3 separate regions of the Mus musculus genome follow, and regions 1 and 3 are each linked to region 2. Evidence: chromatin contacts called from public Hi-C and HiChIP or PLAC-seq data. All regions are on one chromosome and are shown on one strand. The core of a region is the stretch at or near the end of the contact, and the rest is flanking DNA. Distances in the headings are between cores, read along the strand shown.

Region 1 (3,614 bases), core at 841-3,340, 320 kb after region 2:
AGAAAGAGCAAACAAATTAAAGGTAAAGAACTCTCTGTATTCAAAGCACTAAAAGGCAGGAAGTGTAAAGGTTGACACAGTGGGCAGTGTTAAAGGTGGAGGTCACAGGAGAGAGAGCTATGACAGACACCACTTAATAGGAGGAGAAGACTTGGGTGCAGAAACAAAGATTGCACTGTGAAACTAGGACAAGGCTGAGGCATTGGAAGACATTACAAATGGTTATCTGAGGCTTCGCAGAGTGAGTGGGAGGGCTGACAGCACAGGATTAGAGCAGGGACAAATAGATCAGCAAGAGGATGGGAAGTCTGTGCTAATAGATAGCAAGCGAGTTTTGATGGAAACTAAATGTGAAGAGGCTATCAAGAGTGATGGAGACCTGGAGAGATGGCCCAGCAGTTAGGAGGAGATAATTAGGATACACAAAGGGCTTAAGATGAAAACATTTTCAGGAGGAGCATGGCTACCATCCTCTAGCCTACTGAGTGTGGGTGGAAGCTCCTATGATGCAAAATGTGAGCCAAACAGCTCTGAACACCTGCTAGTCTTCATCCATTTCCTTCCAAGAGCCTCTATTTTTTGAGACAAAGTCCTCAAAGCAAAAGCAGAATGAAGGGCTTTCTGCCTCTAATTCAGAGCAAGACAAATGTGTTTCACCATGATTGGACCACTGATAATTTTTACATAACAACTAATATTTTTACTTAAATATTTTCAATGCAGCAAATCATTTATAAAGTAATTTTCATCTGCTGAGTTAAAATCATATTCATCATACTTAATATTTGAATTTGCCTTCTTCAAAAACATTTTCGTAAAAATAGTCATTGGAAATAATTGGGTATAATAAAACAGAAAAATAGTATTTCTTAACACAAACACATTAAGTGTTTGCCAAGTAATAATCAATTTGAAACATCTAAATACTATTTTGTTTCTTCATTTTTAATGGCCATTCCTCACTGTACTTTCTGTGAGAAAAACACAATTTAAAATGAACCCTAGAAAAAGGGCAAGGTTAACAAAATTTACAATGTGTCAATCACCTGAGATCGTTTGCAACTCTTATCCAAGGGTAAGAACAGAAGCTTCCCCAAATTAAATTTTTTAGCAAGTTATCAACTTACAAGGCTTCAAAGTACAGCGTACTTTCTCAGCTAGATAACTAACACATTTTAGATGAACTGTCCTCTGTCGCACAGATTAGAAAAGTAGTCCTATTAAGCAAAAGTCACCAAGATCTAGAGTGTATAATTAGCTCCTTCCTCAAGGCTAATTGAGTACAAGTCAACGGCAGTATAAGACTTCCAAGTTTATTCTCATTCATTTTTCATGTTCCAAAGATCTTCATCTCTAGACATTTGAAAGTGCCTTAGAAAGAGATAGTTTTGCAGAAACAAATAGGGTGAAATAGTGAAGACAAATCCCCAGACCTGCTTCAGCGAAGTCTATAAAAGGTAGCTGACAAGTCAAAAAACAATGCTGGCAGATCAAGAGTCATAATATTTTTAGTTAATCCAGGATACAGTTCTTAGCAATTTTCAAGAACTAGATGAAGTTCTTAAGCTTTTCAAATTTTTTTTCTTCTGAAAAAGTTCTTACTAACCATATGAAAATAGAGATCTAAGATTCAAAAGGATGGAAATAACTGAGAATGAGTCATCTTTGTTAAGCAAATGGTTCACACGAAAGTTTAAAACCCTCTTGCAGAACATTATTTTTAAACTGGACAAGATCTAATTTTAAACTATAAACGTAGGACTTCCAGTTTCAGCTCCAACACATGCGGAGCTTAGATATCATCATTCCTGTCATTACAGCAAGAGAGACCCTAGCAACTTTCAAGTCAGCAAGTTTGCTCCAACCTGCTAGAGAAGCGAGGACACAGGGCAAGAGAGCCTGCTATCTCTAGATGGACAAATGCATGAAATCACACCCAAGACACTTACCTGAGGCAGAAGGCACTAGAGTAAAATATTAGCAATGAAAATAAATCTGCCAAGTGCTAAGTGAGACCAGCTTGTGGAAGAGCGCTCCAAGGAGAAGAGACCCTCCTACTCTTGCAGCTTGGCCTCCGGAAATCTGAAATCCCCTCCCCTTTGTAGGAGGGGAAAAGTAACCATTCTGAAATATCCCCAGGACATAAGAGCCAATGAGAATCTCTTCCTTGCTAGGCGTGGTGGAGCTTGCCTTTAATGCCAGCATTTGAGACATAGATGCAATGTTGAGGCCAGACTGGTCTGGGGGAGTTCAAGGACACCCAGAGCTACACAGAGACCCTGTCTCGAATTAAACAACAACACAAACAAAACCAAACAATAAAAAACCTTCAGGGATGGAGAATGTAAGTACTTTTGAAATGCAAAGTATAATTTTCAAATAAACTCATTTTTGTAACCCAGGCCCACCTTACACTTGGAATCTCCTGCCTCAGCCTCCCAAATAGCTAGGATTACAAGTCTGTGCCATCTGGCCCAGTGCAAATAAGTGTAGAATGTTCTTCAATAACAAAGGCTAACGTAACACTCAAACAAAATGTATCAGAAGCTATATATTTTGGAAGAAGGGGAATTAATTAGCTCCAGTCCGAGTTGTTATTCCTGTTTTACTTAACAAAAGGAGGAGAGAGACACAGCAGCCCTAAAAATGTTTGGGAAGGATATAGCCAAGGACTGGTGCCCAGCTGAAGCCATAGGTGACAAACACTTCCCCATCTCACTCTTTCCCATCATTTCAACAGGGTTCCAGTACCGATCACCACTGAAAAGTGATGCTGGCAAGACAGTCTCAGGGAAAGGAAAGGACCAAGAAGTAGAAAACAAACAAACAAAAGACACTAAAGCAGTAGTTCTCAACCTGTGTCTTGATCCCTTTGGGGGTTGCATATTACATGTTTACATTACAGTTCATAAGAATAACACAATTAGTTATGAAATAGCAATAATCTTATGCTGGGGGGTGGTCACCACAACATAAGGAACTGTATTAAAGAGTCACACAGCATTAAAAAGGTTGCGAACCACTGCATTAGATGAAACTGAGGGCAGTAACTTCTAACATTAGAAACAGGCCAGTGAGGTGACATAGTTTAGCATGTATTTGCTTGCCAACGCTGAGAACCTAAGTTAACCTCCAAGAACTCACATTGTGGCAGCGAAGAACTAATCTCTGCAAATCGTCCCCAAACCACATATGTGCAGCCACAACACTTGCATGAATGCATACAAACTGAATGAATGAATAAAAAAAGTTTAATGGTTCGGTTCCTGGCTGAGGAACATAAAAAAAAAATCCCTTACTAAAGGCCCACTTTTTCAGTTAGTATCTCCCCATATACCAAACCCAGTGTGCACACACACACACGGCATGCAAAGGGCAAGAAAACCATCTAACTTGACAAAAGAAGTATCAGAACCAGATGAAGATATGGCACAGACTTGAGAACTGTCACATAAAGAATTTAAAATACCTATGAATAAACAAGGCATTATGGTTCTTGCCTGCAATCCCAGGACTCAGAGAGTGATGCAGGAGGACCTCTAGTTTAAAGCCAACCAAAGGAACATAGTAAGACACTATTCAAACAAAACCAAAATTATGATTAATGTATTAAG
Region 2 (3,090 bases), core at 588-3,087:
CCGTGGGATTCTACCAGAAAGTGTGGAAGATCCTTCAGAAGGTGAGGTGGGTGCTGAGGAGACATAGACTCTCGGGAAAATGAGCCTGACCCTGTCTACCTTCAGGAGGCACAGTGGCCCTACCAAGTACCAGGCAGCAGATGGCTATAGAACATGTATCTCCAACCTTGAATGGCTCAGCCTAGAGCAAAGTCTCTCTGCCTTGGCACTGTGGCATCTAGGGCTAGGTGGCTCTACTATAGTACTGTCTTGTGCACTGTTGTATAGGAGGCAGTGTCTACCTACTGGTTGTCAGTAGCATCTCCTCTTCCAGACATGACACCAAAAATAACTTCAAACATTGCCAAATGGCCCTGCAAGGCATGACAAAATAGCATTCCTGTTTGTGTGCAACCAACTTTGACATAGTTTAGGATCATAGAAAACTAAAGATAGACAAAAACCAGAGAGGGCAGGGAAGAGTTTGAGCAAAAATGCCACAGAGAACCTGCAGCATGAACTGGATCTGTATTGGCTAGCTACCACACAGACAGCTTCTCAAGCTGTCAGCGCGAGGCTGACAGACATGATGCGTGAGTCATTCAGGGCATGATGGAGCCCCTTCTACTTGATAAGTGTTCTAGGGTACAAAGAAACAAAATATTATAGCCTGGTCCCAGAATCCGTGTGCCCTGAAGATACACACTCCCTCCTGCCCTGGAATAACTGTGTTTCCACAGCTGGAAGATAGAGACCCTAGGGCCCCCCCCAATCCCGTAACCAGCTGCCCACTGCTCCCATCGCAGTGGAATAGCACTGTGCTTCCCATCTGCCTAGGGACTGTTAACATTGCATTGGAGTTTGGAGTTTGAAACTGACAGGAAATGACACATCCATGGCCAGCAATGCACCACACACCTGAGTGCAGGAGGCCCTGTCTAAAACACTTGCTGCTAAAGTGGGGGCAGCGTGGGAAGGCAGCGCCACTTTGTTCTCAACACCCCACAATCCCATCTTCCCCCACATTCCTACTCCAGAGTATTCACACCACTCCCAAGGCCCCCACCAGGGCTTGACCTGCCTCCCCCATGGAGGGACAATGTGCCTCATTTAAAAGCTTTGCAAAGCAAGACAAATTTCTTTTTTTCTCTGAACCATTCCTTTTTAGCTCATTTCACAGTAGGAGAGAACTGCAGTAATCCTGAATGAGAACATATTCCACCTCATTTGTGAAGCCACAGCTCGATGTCTTCTTTCTGTAGCAAGTGCCCAGGGCCAGTCACAGGGCTTCAGGGCCTATGCTCTGTGAACCAAGGCCTTGCGCAAGATGGCTGCCTGTAGAGGCCCCAGGTCCACCCTTCTAGACTCGTAAGGAGCCCTTGAACCAGGCAGCATGAAGGCAGGGCAGCTGCTGCCAACTGGAGGGTAAAAGGTGGCCGATTAGAACAGGCCCAACTATTCCTCGAAATTCTCCTCAGTCTTTCTGGGGCACCATACATTTCCGGCCAGGCTTCTGCTGGCCCAATACCAACATGCTTTTATTATGAAAAAGCAGCATTTTATATTGCACCCTGTTGGTATTTATATACATGGGTGTGCGTGTGTGCGTGTGCATGTGCTCCAGCCTTTTGTGATTGGTGCTTATTATAGAAATCTCGAAAATAGACGGCTGCAAAGGCACAGGAGCATTACTTCACCATGACAATCTCTCTTCATTGTGGGACCAAAGGGGCTCTGGCAGGCACCAGGGTCCAGTTGCCAAGTGCAATGCAGAGCCTCTTGGGAGGAGGACACAGCAGCTCCCTAGGACACTGTTCCTGCACCAATCTGAAAGATGCCTGCTGCTTTCCCTAGAATTGTTCCATCGAAAACACAGCCTGTGGGCAGTGAGAACAGCGCTCTAAAAATAACTCTGACAGTCTGGCATGTTCCAACCCTCATGCAGATTTCCAGGGCAAGGAAAGTGTGTGTGTGTGTGTGTGTGTGTGTGTGTGTGTGTGTGTGTGTGTGTGTGAGTGTGTGAGCAAGCACACACTTGTGTTGGAATCTGACTGAAATGTCTGTGTTCTGCTTCTAGTGCCATGGCCTGTCCATCGATGGTTACGTCCTCCCATCCTCGACAACCCAAGAGGTAAAGTGAGAAGACCCAGAGAGCAGCCCAGCCCGGGCTCACCTCGTGGCTGATTCTGCATATGCCTTTTAGCATTACTCTATGGACTAGGCCGTCTGTAGTTCTGATCACTTTAACTGTCTTACCCTCAAATTGTGCAAAATTCCTTTCTTGTTACCTTTCCCTCTCATTCCCCTGAGCAATAGCATTTATAAACTCTCTGGGCCCTTAGAAGCCCACCCAAAGCCTGTCAGGCATGCACTAGAGCCAGTCAAGGCCCCTTCAAGCACCAGCAGCCTTGCCTTTGCTTTCCCTGCCCTCCGTGTGCTCTGGGTTATCTTTAGCCTTTCAAGCAGGAGGCACCACACCAGGCACTTCAGGCAGTCTTTTAAAAAACAGATTTTGTTTTGTTTTGTTTTCTTTTTTTTTTAATTTTACCCTGCCCAAGATACCATTCTTTTTTTAAAAAAATATTTATTTGTTTATTTATTTTATGTATATGAGTATACTGTAGCTGTACAGATGGTTGTGAGCCTGCATGTGGTTGTTGGGAATTGAATTTTGAGGAACTCTGCTTATTCCGGTCATCCCCGCTCACTCTAGTCAACTTTGCTCACTCAGTCCCTGCTTGCTCTGGTCCAAAGATGTATTTATTATTATACATAAGTACGCTGTAGCTGACTTCAGACACACCAGAAGAGGGCGTCAGATCTCATTACAGATGGTTGTGAACCACCATGTGGTTGCTGGGAATTGAACTCAGGACCTTCGGAAGAGCAGTCAGTGCTCTTAACCACTGAGCCATCTCTCTACCTGCCATTTTTTTTAAAAAGATTCTGCCCTGAATGGCTGTGTTCCTTTTGTAAACCTGCCATCTGCCAGCCTGGTACCATTCTTTATACCACAGGGAATTTCTTTAAGAAATAAGAAATAGCCCCTGCTCCCTAAAAGTCACTGTCAAAAGACAGACAAAAAGAACTAGAACAAGCTCAGCTGGCCCT
Region 3 (3,106 bases), core at 468-2,967, 450 kb before region 2:
GGCTGTCAGACAAAGCGATACAACACCTAAGGTTAGCTTCTAGTGTCGAAGGAAGATTTAAAAGTGTTCCCAGCTTCCTAGTACCCTCTTATACTCCAAAAGAGGAGCACATGTCTTCAAAGCAGAAGGTATGATTTTTATTGATTTCGGACTCTAATGCAACTTATAGAAACTTTGATTCTAGTCAGAGCTGTTTATTTTTTCTTTCCACTGAGAACAAAGCTTCTTTTCGTTTTCAATTTTATTTCATGCCCAGCCCCCAAGCTATAAACAAATTTCCCTTCAACTAACAATTTCTGCACACAAGAAACTTGTTCAAACAAACTGAAAATCAATGATGCACTTTTAACACGCGTGAAGATCGTGGCCGAATTCAGGACACATACTAAGAGCTCAATAAATGTTGGCTATGTCGTAGAAATGTGCTTTGCTGCCGGTTCAGATTCAAATGGTGGTTTTCCATTCCTTGATGCAATTCCTAGAGAAGGACATTTCGACCTTTCTACAACCTCCCCACACTGAGCAGAATTGCATCAAATCCTAAAGAAATCAACAGAACCAGAATTACAAGTCAAAGCCTGATGACAGTTACACCAAGAGAAGGCAACCTCTGTGTGGCTAGAGGTCAAAATGCTAAAAGCTTAGGTATTAGACAGCTCTTAAAGCCGGGCCATAAGTCTTAACCTCTAATCCCAACTCTCCGAAAACCATTGCTGTTTTCTTTCGCTACTTTGAACTCTAAGCCTCTGTGTGTTTAAGGGTAAAGGCGGCTTCCTCTGGGTTATGCTCGATTGCTCGAAAATTGACTGCCAAGAAAAAGTTCAGAGGAGCAGGGAGTGGAGGAAGTTTGTTTTCCGTGAACCTGACCTCCCTGAACCTTCCTCAGAACAGAACACAGGTGATCCACAAATGCTCACGCAGCTGGACACCGGCCCTTGGCAGGTGCCAGGCAGAAGGGTTGGCATTCGTGCCACTGACCAACTCAAGATAACCACCCCCCCAGAAGGTAGCGTCCTCAGAATCTCCATTATGGAGATGAGAGAACTAGGCCCTCAGACGAGTTTTTACATATCCTGCTTCTTGATGGTTCCTGGTGCCAAGGCTAGTAAACGAAGAAGTCGGAGTGCGCACGGAACCTGACTCCCGGGACTGGGAGCTCTTTATTTCGTCTTACGTGGCCTCATAGCCAAGAGCAATGACATGAAGGAGAGTGGAAGTCAGCGGAGTCCAGAGAGGCTGGAGCAAGCCCAAGCTCCGCCTCCCAGTGTCCCGTAAGGGACGAGCAGTTGTGGGGCGCTGCAGGGGAGCTGGCGTGAAGCTCCGCTGGGGGCGATCGGGGGAAGCACAGCGGACCGGGCCCGTTCTCAAGCCGCTCTTCCCCCGGCCAGTGGCGACACGGACTGCGCGGAAAGCCCACCCAAGTCCCGCAGCTCGTCCCCAGCCCCCAGCCGTGCGCTCCAGGGGGGCCCGGTCCGCCCTCTTCCTGCCCCGCCTCAGGCCGGCTCCAGCCCCACCCCGGCCTCCCGGGATCAGGCGACCTCACCGGCTTCTGCGCAGAGCCTGCCAACACGCGGGATACAGCGGCAAGCATCTTCCTCATGGAGCGCAGCAGACTCACGCGGCGGCCGCGGCACCCAGGCACTCAAAAGGAGTGGTGCGGGCGTCCCCAAGTCTCCTTGAGGCGCCCGGAGCCGAAGCCACGCCCAAAACGCAGTGACGGAGTCGCGACGGCATCACACGCCGCGCTAGTCTGCAGGCCAACCAGAATGGTTGCTGGCGATGGCTACGCCCTTCTGAGGAGGAACATGTGGCCGTCCATTAATTAACTAAAAAATGAGGTGGGGCTGTGGCTGGAGGGTGAAGAGGCCGGTGTCCCAGGGCGCCTGCGTGGGAAAGTGGGGGGCCCCGGGGCGTGGGGAAGAGGCCTCTCCTTCCTTTTGCCCTGAGTACCACAGACCAGCGAAGAAGTGGTGAAAGCGGGTCCTGCCCTTTGCCCAGTCGGGCCTGTGGTACAGCTTTGGCAGGCAGCCTTGTTCCATTACACAGAGAAGCCATGGTGCCAGGGCAAGAAAGACAGATCATCTGGTTTCTAGAAATGGTCCTGCCACTAATTTGTCTTTAAAAGGTCACATATTCCTTGCAAAGTGTTGCCCTGGTTGACTTGGGTGAGATTTAACAGTTAAATGCTGGATGTTGCTGGGTGTGGTGGCACATGCCTGTCATTCCTTCCTTAGGGAGTCTGAAGTCAGATGATAGCCAGAGTTGGAGGTCAGGCTGTCTGTTCAGTTCAAGACAAGCTTGGACTACTTAGCGAGGCTATCTAAAAAAAAAATCAAAATAAGTAAATGAAAGCAAATATTAATCGTTGACCATAGACATCCAAGAGTTTAGCTTTAGCGTTTATTCTTTGATTTTTTGTTAGCTTGCTTCTTTTCATGGGGGACTCAGTTATAGACAAGCAGTTTGTCTGTCCTTTATGCTTGGGAAAAGGCAGAATCCTGTATCTCCTGTGTTGTTGTTACCCAAACACTATTAAGATTAGGACACGAGACTTTATGAGAACACGGGAAACGTGCAGATGATGATTTCTCAAAGTTCAAACTGTTGCCTGGATCGGTCAGCTTCACATTATCACTGGGTCAGAGAAACAGAGGCTGACTTTTCCATTCAAATGTCCAGCATGGATTGGCCAGGTAGCATTTCTAGGAGGTCACTTGGGAACCCAGGATAAAAAGTCCTCTAATATTTGCATTTATGATCTCCATGGATGAAGGATGAAATGAGTGCTGTAGTGATGCATTATAACTCACGGGAAAGAAAGAGCCACAGATCCTTCACAAATACGCAACTGAATAAGAGAAAAGAGCAACATTGCCTGGAATTCTGGTGCCGGAGAGGCAGAGACACGAGGATCCCAGGTGCTTGCTTGTCCATCAATCTAACTGAAGTAATAGCCAGGATAAGTAAGAGACCCTGCCTCAAAAAGTTTAGCTGAAGAGTGACTGAGGAAGACTGACCTGAAATTAACCTTTGACTTCCGCGTGCATGTGCACACACAAATATACACAGATTGAGTGGGTGGGAATCACCACTTCACAAAGACACC

Evidence for each region. A called contact is a pair of places that touch in the nucleus more often than the background predicts. HiChIP or PLAC-seq counts read pairs in DNA pulled down with a chosen protein or histone mark.
Region 1: a contact with region 2 is called in a Hi-C map of cerebral cortex, with 3 times the contacts expected there. The contact joins the promoter of Gja6 here to the enhancer-like site in region 2. A contact is called at or near these places in 2 of 39 promoter capture datasets (hippocampal neurons and neural stem cells), 4 of 484 Hi-C or Micro-C datasets (cerebral cortex, cortical neurons and forebrain) and 2 of 115 datasets of contacts at active chromatin or transcription factors (embryonic stem cells and neural progenitor cells).
Region 3: an H3K4me3 HiChIP or PLAC-seq map of forebrain shows a contact between it and region 2, with 4 times the contacts expected there. The contact joins the promoter of Pdha1 here to the enhancer-like site in region 2. A contact is called at or near these places in 5 of 39 promoter capture datasets (the 3T3-L1 cell line, hippocampal neurons, liver and 2 more) and 4 of 115 datasets of contacts at active chromatin or transcription factors (astrocytes, embryonic stem cells and forebrain).

Annotation. Positions count from the first base shown.
Region 1 is chrX:160,904,962-160,908,575 of GRCm38.p6, forward strand. Gja6 (gap junction protein, alpha 6) reads right to left here and starts at 2,091. Exons shown (of 2, transcript NM_001001496.2): 1 at 1,950-2,091. The region is part of intron 3 of Cdkl5 (cyclin-dependent kinase-like 5); the gene reads right to left.
Region 2 is chrX:160,586,909-160,589,998 of GRCm38.p6, forward strand. It overlaps Phka2 (phosphorylase kinase alpha 2), which reads left to right. Exons shown (of 33, transcript NM_172783.4): 30 at 1-41; 31 at 2,057-2,110. Among named protein-coding and RNA genes, the nearest start is that of Phka2, 86 kb to the left of the region's middle. Within about 2 kb of position 1,838, at least 18 of the 459 cell types and tissues checked have an H3K27ac peak or open chromatin away from gene starts, as enhancers often do. A contact at or near this core is called in cerebral cortex, cortical neurons, forebrain and 2 more, where this site is marked.
Region 3 is chrX:160,136,713-160,139,818 of GRCm38.p6, forward strand. Pdha1 (pyruvate dehydrogenase E1 alpha 1) reads right to left here and starts at 1,718. Exons shown (of 11, transcript NM_008810.3): 1 at 1,544-1,718. The coding sequence starts at 1,600. Gm39547 (a long non-coding RNA gene) reads right to left here and starts at 1,535. Exons shown (of 2, transcript XR_878293.1): 1 at 1,069-1,535.